Regions from separate parts of the Mus musculus genome. Here region 1 is linked to region 2. The links are chromatin contacts, called in public Hi-C maps. All regions are on one chromosome and are shown on one strand. Each heading gives the region's core, a stretch centred on a gene start, on an enhancer-like site or on the middle of the called end of the contact. The rest is flanking DNA. Distances are from core to core; before and after follow the strand shown.

Region 1 (6,581 bases), core at 2,231-4,730, 110 kb after region 2:
GCTGCTGTATGCTCCCAAACTGACAGATTTTTTAAAAGTCATGTTACATTTCTTTACACCCACTTCCTCCCCACAGACACCCCTTCTTCTCTGCACAGTGAGCATCCTAGGTTAGCAGGCTGACTCCCCTCGGCCTTCCTCTGCACCAAGAGTCCAGTGCATTGTCTGCATTTGCTCCATCACATCTGGTCTCTGGTGCCCTCCCTCACAAATCCCCCATCCCTGGTCTCCAAGGAGGAGATTTGGCCTACATCTCCATAGCTGCTTTTCACAAGGATGTCAGAAATCTGGCTGGAAGTCCTAGAACCCTCCCCCGCCCCGCCCCTGCCTACACTAACATTCCATCACATCCCAAACATCTGGCTGCATCTGCATTGCTGAGCGAGTTGCCACAGCCCACATTGCATGCGGGCATGGGGACCTTTAGACAGAGGGAGGGTCTCACCACTGGCCTGTGGCTCAGATCTGAGGTCAGAAGGCATGCTGTCCCACAGACTCCTCCTCCTGTAAGAATCTCACAAGATTGTCCTCAGAGTGAAACTCCAGAGCAGTGGATGTGGCCCTGGGACCTGTTAGCCCCTCCAGGTCCTCATGGGGGCGGGGGTGGGTGGGTGTCTCATCCTTGGAGTCTGAGCCAAGGCTTGGCCCTGTGGACTCCAGAGCAGCTCAGGTACCCAGGGCAGGCCTTAAAAAATACATAAAGGGCTTGGTAGATGGTTTAACTGGTAAAGTGCTTGCCTTACAAGCATGAAGAATGCATGGGAGTTCCATCTTAGAGATAATGCAAAGGCATTTGTAACCTTAGAACCGGAGGCAGAGAGAAGCAGAGATCCCGTGTTCACTGGCCAGCCAGCCTAGCTTCCAGTGACACCCCCTCCGCCCCCAGGGAGACACCTGAAGATGACTCCTGCACATACACAAGTGGGTGATGCATCCTGTGTTTTTGACACGTGCAGGCAAAATTGGGGTGAATTTGAGAGTGAAGATACAAAGCAACCCTGGGCAGTGAGGCCACCTCTGAAGGTCAGAGGAAATGGTGGGGTAGAGTTCTGACAAGTCTGAGCCCGTGGTCCCTTGTCCTCTCCTAGCAAACCCCTGAAATACTGAAGTCGGGGGAGGGGTCGGGGGAGGGGGCAGATCTTTCTTGTCCTATTAGGACCTTTTGTGGCCCCTGGCTTCCAGACACACTAGCCATGCGGCCTGCTTAGATCACTCAGGACCTTTTGGACAATCCAGAGCTGACTTTTCATCACACTTTGCTGATTAAACTCTTGACCCATGGTGGGAAGCTTGCTGTCTGTGGAGCTGTGTCATCCTGCGGCCCTGACCCCATAATCCACGGGATCCATGGCAGGGACCACAAGGGGGCGCCATACCTCAGTGTTAATTTTCTAGCAGACCTCTCAGTCCCTTGGCAAGGTCTCCTGATGGGGGTGTCCTCAGGGAGGGGTCAGTTTGCATTAGAGGGCTGAGTGTCAGTGATTCACCTCTTCAGGACAGAGGACACTTTGGGCAGGAAGGAGGTGTCCATAGTTTTTGTGTGGGTGGAGGACTCGGCGAGGCCCTCTCTCAGGGAGTCCCTCTCTCAGGGAAGGTATGGGAAAATCTTGTCTTTTTCAGGTTATTCACCCTACCTCCACCCCCCATCCCAAGCTGCAAGAATCTTAAAGCAAACAAATCAGTTTCTGCAAGAGAACACAAGATGCAATATCCATGGATACAGATACATATGTGTATCCTGTGGACACACACACACACACACACACACACACTCGAAAACACAAGATACACCACCCACATATACATATACATATACATATACATATACATATACATATACATATACATATACATATACATATACATATACATATACATATACATATACATATACATATACATCATATACATATACAACATCATATACATATACAACATCATATACATATACACATACACATACACATACATATACATACTTCTGTGTCATAGATAGGCACACACACATGATTTACCACCCACAGATACACATATATACCTGTACACACACACACACACACACACACACCCCACACACACATGCACATATTCTGCTCACATCCCTCCTGCTCCTCTAAGCAGACCTCCTCTGCCAGAGCCCTGGCAGGCCCGCCCTGTCCAGTTCCCAGGTTGATTTACCGCCCAAGAGAGTGAGGAAGCCCAGACTCCCTTATGGACTATACTTCCTTGCCAGCAAAGTTCAAGGTAGGGTCAGTTCTCTTCAGCATTGGCTTTCCAGCTCCCTGCCAAGCTGGGCCACAATATCCCTTTGGGGGAAGGAGACCTCCCAAGCAGAGGGTCCAGAGGACTGAGGACGCATAAGGAGCAAGGAGATGCAGGCTGGGGTACAGAGCCCAGTGGTGCTCTCCCTTGTGTTGTGAACACCCTCCCAGATCCAGCCTCTCACACAGTGTGTCTGTAAAGGACGGTGGCTTGGTCAGGGGACCTCCAGTCCTTCTGTGCCAAGTAGGATGCTATGTATGGCCTGGGGGGCTTTGGTCCCTGTAGACATCGATGTACCAGCCTGGCAGGAACCTGATTGTATCCTCTTAGGCTGGAACTGTCTTGAGGGTAAGGACCGTACCAGGCATCCTAGTGAGAAACTGCAAGGAATATTCCGGAGGAATGGAATCCTGAGAATCACCACCAGCACAGATATCACATCAGGGTGGGTGGAGGTTGGGGGTGGGGCTGAGGGTGGGGCTGTTGGACTAGTCCAAGCCAGCACCTTTTCTTTGCAGGTCTTCCTGTTTGAATAAGTAAACTTTGTTTTTCCTTGATGCGAAGCAATATGCTGTTTCTTATTGAAACGCTAGTAGACACTCTTTTTTAGTTGTTGTTTTTGTTTTTTTTTGTTCTGTTTTCCAGACAGAGTTTCTCTGTGTAGCCCTGGCTGTCCTGAAACTCACTTTGTAGACCAGGCTGGCCTTGAACTGAGAAATCCACCTGTCTCTGTCCTGGAACTCACTTTGTAGACCAGGCTGGCCTCGAACTCAGAAATCCACCTGTCTCTGCCTCTCTAGTGCTGGGATTAAAGGCATGTGCCACCACGCCCAGCTTAGTAGACACTCTTAAACAAGCAAAACGACATTCTACACACAGCCTCACCACAGCAGCTAAGTGAGAGCCTTGGATGATGTGTTCAACCCTCAGACCTCTATTAACCGCTCTTCGGTTTTTCAAACAACGGTATTCTTACCCTGAAGCTGGACGAAAAGTTCCTTCCCTAACTCTTTCTAGTTAGAAGCAACAGGGGCAGTGAACAAACAGCCTGAAACTGTGGTGCTGCCTTTACCTCCTTGAATCGTTTATAGGGTGCAGGGGCTGCAGAGACCCCTGACTCCTCCTCTCTTGAAAATTCAGATCTCCCCAAGAGCAGTGGATATAGCCCTGAGTGGCATGGAACTTGCTATGCAGACCGTGTCAAGCTCCACCCACCCACAGAGCTCCACCCACCTCACAGAGCTTCACCCACCTCACGGAGCTCCACCCACCTCACGGAGCTCCACCCACCTTTGTTGGATGTCTGTATTCTTACTTTCTCAAAGGATTAAGGAGGTACCTAAACCGAGACTCTGGAGAGCTCACATTCAGAAAGAGAAAGAGAAGCATCCTTATCAAGGGGAAGGAGAAGGCCATTCCTTTAAAATGGAGGCTGGGTCCACAGGCTGCCATCTTCTCCCCAAACCCACTGAACCATGCAAAAATCAAGAAAACCATCATCAGCCTGTGATGGTTGCAGAAACACACGTGCTTTCTCTACCCAAGCAGTATGAGCACGGCCACTGGACAAGAGCATGGACAGGAACTCCTTGAGAGAGAACCCGCGAAGGCTGACAGCCTGCAGTTCCCAGGAGGTCACTCCGGGAGACCACAGCGGCAGCGCTCTGGTGAACACCAGGACACCTTTCTTCAGACCAGACTGTATCTTTTGAGTGTGAAGTTGATTGAGTGTTTCCCTGAGCCAAGCCCAAGGGAGCCAAGGCTCAGAGCACAAGAAGGAGCCAGGCCCACCCTGAGCTGGCTGCTGGCCTTCCATGGTTCTGTCTTTGAGCGGCTTGTCCCCTTCCTACCCTCCCCCGGCTTGTCTGCCTGGCTTCTCTTTCCAATTCTTAATTCTTCTTTTACAAGGTTATAAAAGTTTCCTAGAATGGTTGGGAATATAAAGGAGTGTAGAAAACATTTTGGGCTGGGACCATGACATGTGGGCGTGGGGAGCCATCATGGCTCCCTCACAGGCCAAGTGACTCACGCAGACCAGTGTCCCGACCACCCAGAAGCCAGGTCTCTGTCTCTGGGACAGTTCCTGATTGTTACAGGCCTCTGGGATGGCACATGTGGGACCCAGTTTTGAAGGTGGAATTCCAGGAGGCTGGGCATTCTAACTAGGGCTGCTCTGTGTTCTGGGTCTCTGCCACCATTTTCCCTCAAATGCCCTCGGGAGGCAGGTGTTCTACATGTGTATATGTCATAGATTTTGACAAGAGTAAGCCTTCAGTTCAGTGGCCCCATGGCTGACTCTGGCACATGTGGGGTATGGGTACTTACCCTATCTGTCCAAGATATCTCTATAAGAACATTCAGATGCTTTGGTCCAGATGGAAGGTGACAAGACTATAGATAATAGTTCTGTTCCATAATGGGCCCTTGCTGGTTCTATTTTATCCAGGTATCAGTCCATGTTGCCCTCTTTATCATAGACAGTGTGATTCATGATTAAGCACTTCACGATTAAGTTTGAGATGCAGCAAAGAAGACTAGGGTCAAATTCAGGTGCGATCAATGTCATGTCCCCTCACCCCTCTCATGACCCCCTCGCCCCTCAGATGAGCTCAGTGGGTTCCAGGCTACATTGCAAAAAGCTCAAGGAGACTGGTCCTCCACGCTTAGTTTTTGCCATCAGACAAATTAGACACTTGGTTTTTGTTGTTTGTTTGATATTCATAACACTCGAGAGCAGGCTGTAGAGTCTCTCACTAAGCTTCTCTAGGCTTCTCTAGCTTTCCCCACAGCCTTGGGAGGTGAGCCAGTTGGGCTTTGAGCCAGCCACCCTCACTTTCTGTCAGTTGAGCTTGGAGAGCTTGAGTTGTGGTCAGTTGGTCATTAGACAGTTAATCCATCCACAGACGGGGTGAGTGGACTTTATGGGCAAAGTGACCCAGAACTTGTGCAGAGCCACTTGGAACCTGGATCTAGCAGGGTGGCCAGGCAGCCCTTGCACTGAGGGGTAAGGTCAGTGGAGGGTGACATGACCACCAGGTGGGGCCACTCTTTATATTTAGAGGGGGCTCAGAATAGGGACATAGAGCCCCAGACATTATTTGGTGGAGGGTTTTGGGCAGAGCAGAGGCAGGACCATCTGGGAGACCTGCACCTATAGCTGTCAGGCAGTACTGCCCTGGTGAGGGCCTGAAGGAAAGGGGGAAAAACTTCCAGAAACATCTGTGAATCACTCCTCCCTCTTTCTCCCCTCTCCCAGGCTGCTCTGTGACCCTGGGGGAACAAAACAATCTCTAGTGGCTGCCCTGTCCTTAGATTTTTATTTTGTTTCCATGGTAAGAAGGGTCTTTTTCCTCCCTGTCCATTTCAAACCCCCAACCAAAAAAACACCAAGCCAAGATCCCGCAGCCTCCAGGGTTGCCCTGGCTGCTCCTGGCAAGTAGGGTGAAAGCATTTGTTGCCATCATAAAGTCAGGTTGCTTCCCCGGTCTGTGCTACCAGGAAGCTTACAGCTTGATTTCCAACCCACTCCTTGCAGCTGTACAGAACCGCATGGTGTGCTGTGTGGCTCCTTTGATTCTTGGCTTCACCCCAATGTCTTTCCAGTGCCCGTCCTGTGGGCTGCCCTCTAGACTGTCCCAGCTCTGCCCACAAGGAGGATGTAGACTCCCTTATGCCAAGCTCCATCCTGAGGTCCATCCATGTCCTCAGGGTCTCCAACGGTCCTGTGGCTGCTGATAAAAGGCAGGTGCAAAGCAAGAAGTCCACCCTTTCCTCGACTCCAGCAATTCTGGGGCAGCCGTGGGGGTGGAGGTAGGGCCCAGGGCAGCCTTGCTCTGGAATTGACCGAGGGTTCCAGTGTAACCGTATCTTCTGCAGAGGTTCGGTCTCTGTGGTCCTGCTGGGTTCAAGGGGCATCATCTCTGACAATGGGGCCTGAAGCTGGGCCTCTCTTGAGGGCCATCAGCTCCCACTCCTGACTGAGAAGAGTGGGGATCAGGCTTCATGGACATGGCTGGAGTTCACAGGATGATGCTAGAGTTGTAGCCTTCACCATGGCTATGAGCCTGCTCATCAGCCCCGTGTCCAGCAGACCCCAGAGACCCCTGAGTTTTCATGCTTTCTGCAGCTTAAGGACTTTTAGTCTCTACACTCTGTCCACAAGACACCTTTGCAGGAAAGGATGTGCATGCCCATTCCATGACTCAGGTCTTCCCAACCGTATGGTCCTGTGTGTCCCAGGCAGAAAGCAGGGTCCAGCTCAACTTGGAGGACCAGATTTTCGTATATGGCATGAGCTGAGACATAGGTATCCAAGGCTT
Region 2 (6,690 bases), core at 2,064-4,563:
CAGTTCCCCAGTAGCTCTGTTACATATCTGATCTCACATCTCACCTCTTAGCTAAGTCTGCGGAGCCCACAGGTAGGCTCAGTGCACCTGAGACTTGCAGTAGCATTTAAATGTATACGTTTATCACTCTTTATATAGCTTTGGGGGAGGGGGAATGTGGGGAAAAATTTTCCTGAGTATCAAGCATACATTTTATTATCCCAATAAAGCTCACAAGCTGTCTGACAGTGGCGTCCCAGCATTGAAGACCATCCCCAGGTCACAGCAGCAACAATGTCCCTAACACCCAGACAGGAGCCATCAAGTTCACTGTGAAAACAGAGTGCCTGGCCCTACTCATTGGCTGAAAGAGAGCAGGCAATAGAAGAAGCTTTCAGAACTCCAGGTCATATTTTTTTATTTAATAAATTGAAGTCCTGTGAAACAAAGTACACATTTTTACATATACGAAAAGAAGCGTTGACATGATTTTTCCACATCGATAATGAATAAATATACCAAGAACTGCATGTGTGCCCATGGACCCTTATTGCATGATATTTCACACACACGTCTGAGTGAGCCTGGGTGGTCTGGTGGATACCCACACACAAACACATTTTGTTCCTGTGTTATTAATACTTCGGTTTTATTAGCCTTATTAATGACTTGGTTTTTAAAAGAAAAAAAAATCAGGTGATATCAATAAGCAGAGTATTATTTCCCAAACTGGCTCATTTTTCATCAGTGCTTCATTTCAAAACTGAATAGAGAAGGCTGCTCACCACCTTCCCGCCATCCCGGTCCTAACATAGGGGAGGCTCTGGTGTGTGTCTGTGCCTTCTTTTTAAGTTTCAACTAAGGCAAGAGAGAGGTTTCCAAATTCCACCAGCAAGAGTTTTTTCCTCAGGCTCTTTACACTTCTGATTTGTTAAAAGTGTTTAAAATAGAAAAGATCAACATAGAAGAAGAGCAAAAACCTAAGTGAGTTGCTGGCTGGGAATTTACAACTGGCCCCAGGGGAAATCTTTAATGCTTGCTCCCAGGTCGGTGGTTCTCAACTTGTGGGTCTTGACCCCTTTGGGGAGCCCACATATCAGTTATCCTGAATATGGATATTTATGCATGTCTGATATAAATATCAGATATTTATAATACTATCCATAACAGTAGCAAAACTACAGTTGCTAAGTAACAATGAAATAGTTGTATGGTTGGTTCGGGGAGTCACCACCCATGAGAATCTGTATTAAAGGGTCGAAGCATTAGGAAGGCTGAGAACTACTGTCCTATGTAAAGGGGAGCCCCCATTCTGAGTGGCAGCTCTATGTTCCATGCAATGTCCCCACCCCCATCCTCTGGCTGAACTGAGCCCGGGCAGGCAGCTTGAGACCTACCAGGCTTCTTGGCTGGGCTGTTTTCCTTTCCCTCTCAACTATGACCTCTGCCTGGTGGAGGAAGGGAGGAGGGGAGAGGAGAAGACAGTGAGAAAGAGAAACACAGACACAGGGGAGGGGGTGGCTGCTGGGCTGGGCACCAGAAGGCTTCTGTTGGGAAAACACCCTTTGGTTACAGAGGGAGGACAGTATCACCTGATTTATTTATTTAAGCCGGACTTTAAAGGGGATCCAGGTCAGGAGATGCCTCACCCGTTTGAGTGATACACCCAAACGTGACCCAGCATGCCTGCACCCTATGCCTTCCACCCGGAAGTCCCAGGAAAGGCCGTCTCATGCAGGCAGGAAGCTGGGATCTGGATGCGGTTTTTTGGTCCTTAAAGGAACTTTGAATTTTTAAAAGATGAAGGAAAGGGACATTGGATAAAATGTGGCCTTCCCAGAAGGCAAGTCAGCCTGGCAATGGGCACTGTGGCTGAAGGAGACCTTTAACTACCCTTCTGAAGCCTGAGAATGTTTAAGGAGCCACAGAGCTGTGACAGTCCTCTGTGAGTGGGCCTGCTCTCCACAGAGCATTGTTCCAGTGGTGCGTGTTGCATGTCCCCAAAGGTGGAGAGCCCAGGCCTTTGGTGAGGGGGCAAGAAGTGGCATACACAGCTCTTCCAGCTCCTTAGACAGTGGTCTCAACCCGAGGGCCCCACATCGGGGGCCCTCCCCACTGCCCCCAGGAGTGGCTGAGGCTGTAGCAGTCTCTGGCCTCAGGTTCAACTTCAATAAGACCTAGTTAGCCCTTGATCACAGGGCTTCTCTGACAGCCATGCTCAAGCCTGGCCTAGTTGAGCCCGGGTCACCTGGGAATAGGTTCAAAGGCAAGGAAGCTGTAAACCACCTCCAGGCCCCAGCTAGAGCGGCCTGGCGAACAAAGAGACCCCAAGCACTTCAAACGCGCTGGCTGGCGCTCGGCGCTCAGAGTCCAGATGGCAAAGGGCCGGGATCCGTGATGTCTGTTCACCAAGGCCTGGCCCAATGTTCTGCAATCCTGAGCCCTCCTGCCCTGCCCATCAGTGCCCAGGGCAGGGGACTTCAGACAGGTTCAGCCTCTCCCTAGTCTCAGTGTTCTGGGCCCACCACCCGCCTGCAAGTGAAGCACAGTACAGAGGCTGAGGCTGAACCCCAAACCGGGATCCAACACTCAGGGCAAGGTCAGGTAGGCAGGCATGGCGGGCACATGGGCGCTCCCGCAGAGGCTCGCTGTGATGCCTAAGCTATAAAGCATTTAGGGGGCAGGTTCTGAAAACGTGTCCAGGCTGAAGTAGCCCAGAAAATCGGGATTGAAAAAGGATCTCCAACTTGCATACTGGCCCGAGCCGGGCGGCGTCTCTATAGATCCTAGAGGCGAGATCGTGGGGGTGGACATCTCTGCCAACAGGCGAGTATCTGCCCTGCCCCGGGTCGTGGCACTCTGCCTGCACAGCTCCACTCACTGCGGGCAGGATCGCGTTGCAGACGCCGGAGGTCTCAGTGCGCGCCCCAAGAGGCTCCCAGCTGCGTCCTTGGTCCACGGAGCACATCTGGGCTTGGACTTGCCTCCTCCACCCCTCGCAGAGACCCTGAACCCTGGCAGGGCCAAATCTGCTCCAGGAGACTCAGACAAAGGCAGGCACCGTTGAACTTAGAGGTCAGCACCGCTGATTAGCGGCCCGCGCCTGGGGTAGGAGCGCAGGCTGAGCGCGCGGATCTGGCCTCCGAGATGCGGGCCACAGTCAGGGCCGAAAAAAGCGGAGACAAAACTGAAAGTGCCGCCCGGGGGGGGGGGGGGGGGCGGGGGCGGCCGGCGAAGGCCCCAGAATTTGTCCTGCCCCTGGCCACGGTGGCCAATCAGCGCGCCGCCCTCGCTCCTGACAGCTATTTAGCAACCCAGCCGGGATAGAGTTTCCAAAAAAGTTAGAATAACTTCCTCTCCCGGAGACCTCGGTTTTGCACAAGCCGGCCTCGAAATCAGAGCCTTTGAGAGCGACCCGGGAGCCTGTGCTCGGCGGCCGCGGGCTTGGCCAGTGGCGTGCGCTCGGCGCCCCCCAGCCCCACGCGCGCCGGGCGGGCGCCATGGAGGAGGGCTCCAGCTCGCCGGTGTCCCCCGTGGACAGTCTGGGCACCAGTGAGGAAGAGCTGGAGAGGCAGCCCAAGCGCTTCGGCCGGAAGCGGCGCTACAGCAAGAAATCGAGCGAAGATGGCAGCCCGACCCCGGGTAAGCGCGGCAAGAAGGGCAGCCCGAGCGCGCAGTCTTTCGAGGAGCTGCAGAGCCAGCGCATCCTGGCCAACGTGCGCGAGCGCCAGCGCACCCAGTCGCTCAACGAGGCCTTCGCCGCGCTGCGCAAGATCATCCCCACGCTCCCCTCTGACAAGCTCAGCAAGATCCAGACGCTCAAGCTGGCCGCCAGGTACATAGACTTCCTCTACCAGGTTCTCCAGAGCGACGAGATGGACAATAAGATGACCAGCTGCAGCTACGTGGCTCACGAGCGTCTCAGCTACGCCTTCTCCGTGTGGCGCATGGAGGGCGCGTGGTCCATGTCCGCCTCCCACTAGCGCCGCGCCGTGCCATCCACCTCCGGAGCCGCAAGCCAGGGTAGGTGCTGCGTGTGGTGGGCATCCACGACGCACGGGTGGGTGGGCGGACGGGCCAGTGTATCTCTCCTCGTGAAGGTACCTCAGGCAACCGCACAGGGATGGGGTGAGCTTCCTCACCCTGCAAGGGTTGGCGCGACCTGAGAAAACTCTCCTACCCCGGGGGCACGCCCAAGGTCTTTTGCCAAGGGTATCCGTTCGGAATCCACCCGCCTGTGGTTCCCCATCAGGGTCCAAATACACTTATTGGACAAATGGTCACTTTTCATTTTTGGTGGATGGGTATCTGTGGGTGACTCTGTGGGGAGCGGTTGTCAAAACGTCTTCCTTAGGCCAGCGGAGGCCAGGAGATGCGATGCCCGCTGGGTTGTGGCCGACCTGTTGCCTCGCGCTCATTCTATGGAGCTGAGGAGCCCACGCGTGGTACAGACAATCCGCTCTTTCTGATCCGCAGTTCCGGCCCGCGCCTTGGATGCTAGGGCGTTCAAGCCCTAGCCGGCTCAGTACGTAAGATGATGCTGGCCCCTGGCGCGGCAGAGAGGTTTCTGTTCAGCGCTGGGGCTCCAGGTTCACAGAGGAGCAAATCTCTGGGCGCCAAGAATGCAGTAGACCCTTGTCGCCCCAAAAGTATGGAACCCTCAAGCGCCCAGGCCTGGGTGGATGTAGCGGCTTGGAGTCTCTGGCTGCCTGCAAGCAGGTGGATCGTATTTAGAGTTGTGTGCTTAAGTACCACCATCCTTGAACTTGGAAAGACACAGAGGCAAGGGATTCAGGCTGGGTAACAGGTCTGAGTGTGCGGTGGGTGTGGATGAAGAAGCAGTGTGAGCAGGGCCTTGCCTGGGAAGAAGGCAGCTCAGCACAGCTGAGCACCGGATTGGTGTTTCAGAGAGCGTTTATCATGTCCTGCACCCGCTGCTTAGCAGACACATCCCAAATCCCCAGGCAGCCCCAGGGGCAGTATCCTGCAGGCTCTGCTTCCCTGAGGCCTTGCTTAGATCTTCGAGGGGAGCGTGGTATAGAAAATTCTTCCCACTTAATTTTCCTTCGTTTTTCATGCATCTTGTGTGTTTTTTTTTAAATGAAAGTCTCCGCTTAACACAGAAAGAATTTGGATTAATCAAGATTAACATGATTATCCATTGTCCCAAACATCTATTTACACTTTTATAATTTTATAATATCTTGAAAGTTGCTGCTGTGGCCACAAAATGTTGGTCTCATACAGTGGGTTTGTTTTCTTTCTTCCTTTCCTTTCTTACCCTCTTTCTTTCTTTTTTTTAAAATCCTTTATTTCTATCATCAAAAAAATGTTTTCATGAAATAACCTCTGGGATACGACTATTTTATAGTTTTTAAGAAGAGCTTTTAACAGAGTCACTTGTGGGAATCTTCCCCTGTGTTTGTCAAAAACAGATGGGAATTGTCTCAATCACGTATTTCTCTAGGAAAGAAAGTTTGGGTTGGCAAAGTACTCGAAGCTTCAGAGGGATAATACATTAATTCTGTTTTTTTGCTGCCTAAATTATGAGTGTCCATTAGTTAAGTTCCACTCACCCCTCTTACCGCCATGGTTTACAACACGTCTGAGGGAGCCGAGACAGATGAAATGCACCATCTTTTTTATACACACACATAGAATTTGTTTAAGGGAAATGTCAACAGAACTATCGTTAAGATAGTCCTTCCGAAAATTATTGAAAGCCAACACTAGGAGATCCTACCCTGATGCAAGAATTTAGTGGGGGCATTTAAAATTCATTTTAAGATAATTGCTCTCTTCAACAACTTTGATTCAATCACAGTTTGCAATCAAATATGTTTTAAAATCCAAAAATGCAATATCTGTAATAAACAAATGAAAAATGTTAAGAGCTTATTTGGACAAAAAGGCATTAAACTATCAGATAACACATTGGGTTGGAAAGCAAGATGCAGGCCTGTTTACTTTCAAATAATCAAATACAAAGGCTAGTGGGCTTAGCTGGTGTCTGGCCACACAGAGGACTCTTTCCAAGGCAATGTGTCCCTGTTTGATGCACTCACTGATGTTGGACCTGCCTTGGTCTGATTTGTTTGGGTTGTGCTAACTAGCACCTTTATGTTCTTATTCTTAACCCATCCTTCTTAAGGAGCATAAATGCAATTGTAATTACTTTAATCTTCTAGAAATGTTGCTAATTGTAATTGGTTATTTCTCTGTAACATTTCCAAGGAACATTAATTACAGCCCTGGAGGGAAAGGAACCTAGACATTTCATGAACTGTATATACTTTTAATGTCTATTGTGACATATTTTTACTAACGACACAAAGCTTAAATCGTCCTTGACGGTGGAGAGAAACAGGGCCTGGCCCATGAAGTCCAGCTTATAGTAAAGTTCTTCCTTGGCTGGGTGTTCTAAAACTCAATTAGACTAAGTATCAGGGGTCTTCCCAGTCAGCAGGACTCAAATAACTGAAAGAAGCCTCAGAAGGGGTCCAGTGTGTTTGTGAGACGTAGGAGCCCTCTGAGCAGGGTCGCTGTCACCTGGTCCGGAACAGAGAAAGGCAGTCATTTCTCATCCACTATTTATTCTGCCGTCTTGGTCATGGTTTAAGGCAGCCTCGTCTCTCGTTCTGCTGACTCTGCAAGGCTTTTCAACAGGTTTTAATCTCCAACGACCGGACTTTCCTTTCCTTTCCTTTCCTT

The links. Hi-C and Micro-C count contacts between places; a contact is called where the count stands out from the background.
Region 1: a contact with region 2 is called in a Hi-C map of uterus, with 4 times the contacts expected there. The contact joins the enhancer-like site here to the promoter of Twist2 in region 2. A contact is called at or near these places in 6 of 39 promoter capture datasets (the 3T3-L1 cell line, 3T3-L1-derived adipocytes, embryonic stem cells and 1 more), 6 of 484 Hi-C or Micro-C datasets (the 3T3-L1 cell line, cortical neurons and uterus), 2 of 115 datasets of contacts at active chromatin or transcription factors (fibro-adipogenic progenitors and pancreatic cancer cells) and 1 of 9 other capture datasets (pancreatic islet).

What each region holds. Positions count from the first base shown.
Region 1 is chr1:91,912,656-91,919,236 of GRCm38.p6, forward strand. No RefSeq gene overlaps it. Among named protein-coding and RNA genes, the nearest start is that of Gm46242, 36 kb to the left of the region's middle. Within about 2 kb of position 3,481, at least 8 of the 459 cell types and tissues checked have an H3K27ac peak or open chromatin away from gene starts, as enhancers often do. A contact at or near this core is called in uterus, where this site is marked.
Region 2 is chr1:91,798,148-91,804,837 of GRCm38.p6, forward strand. It overlaps Twist2 (twist basic helix-loop-helix transcription factor 2), which reads left to right and starts at 3,314. Exons shown (of 2, transcript NM_007855.3): 1 at 3,314-4,002. The coding sequence starts at 3,480. The coding sequence ends at 3,962.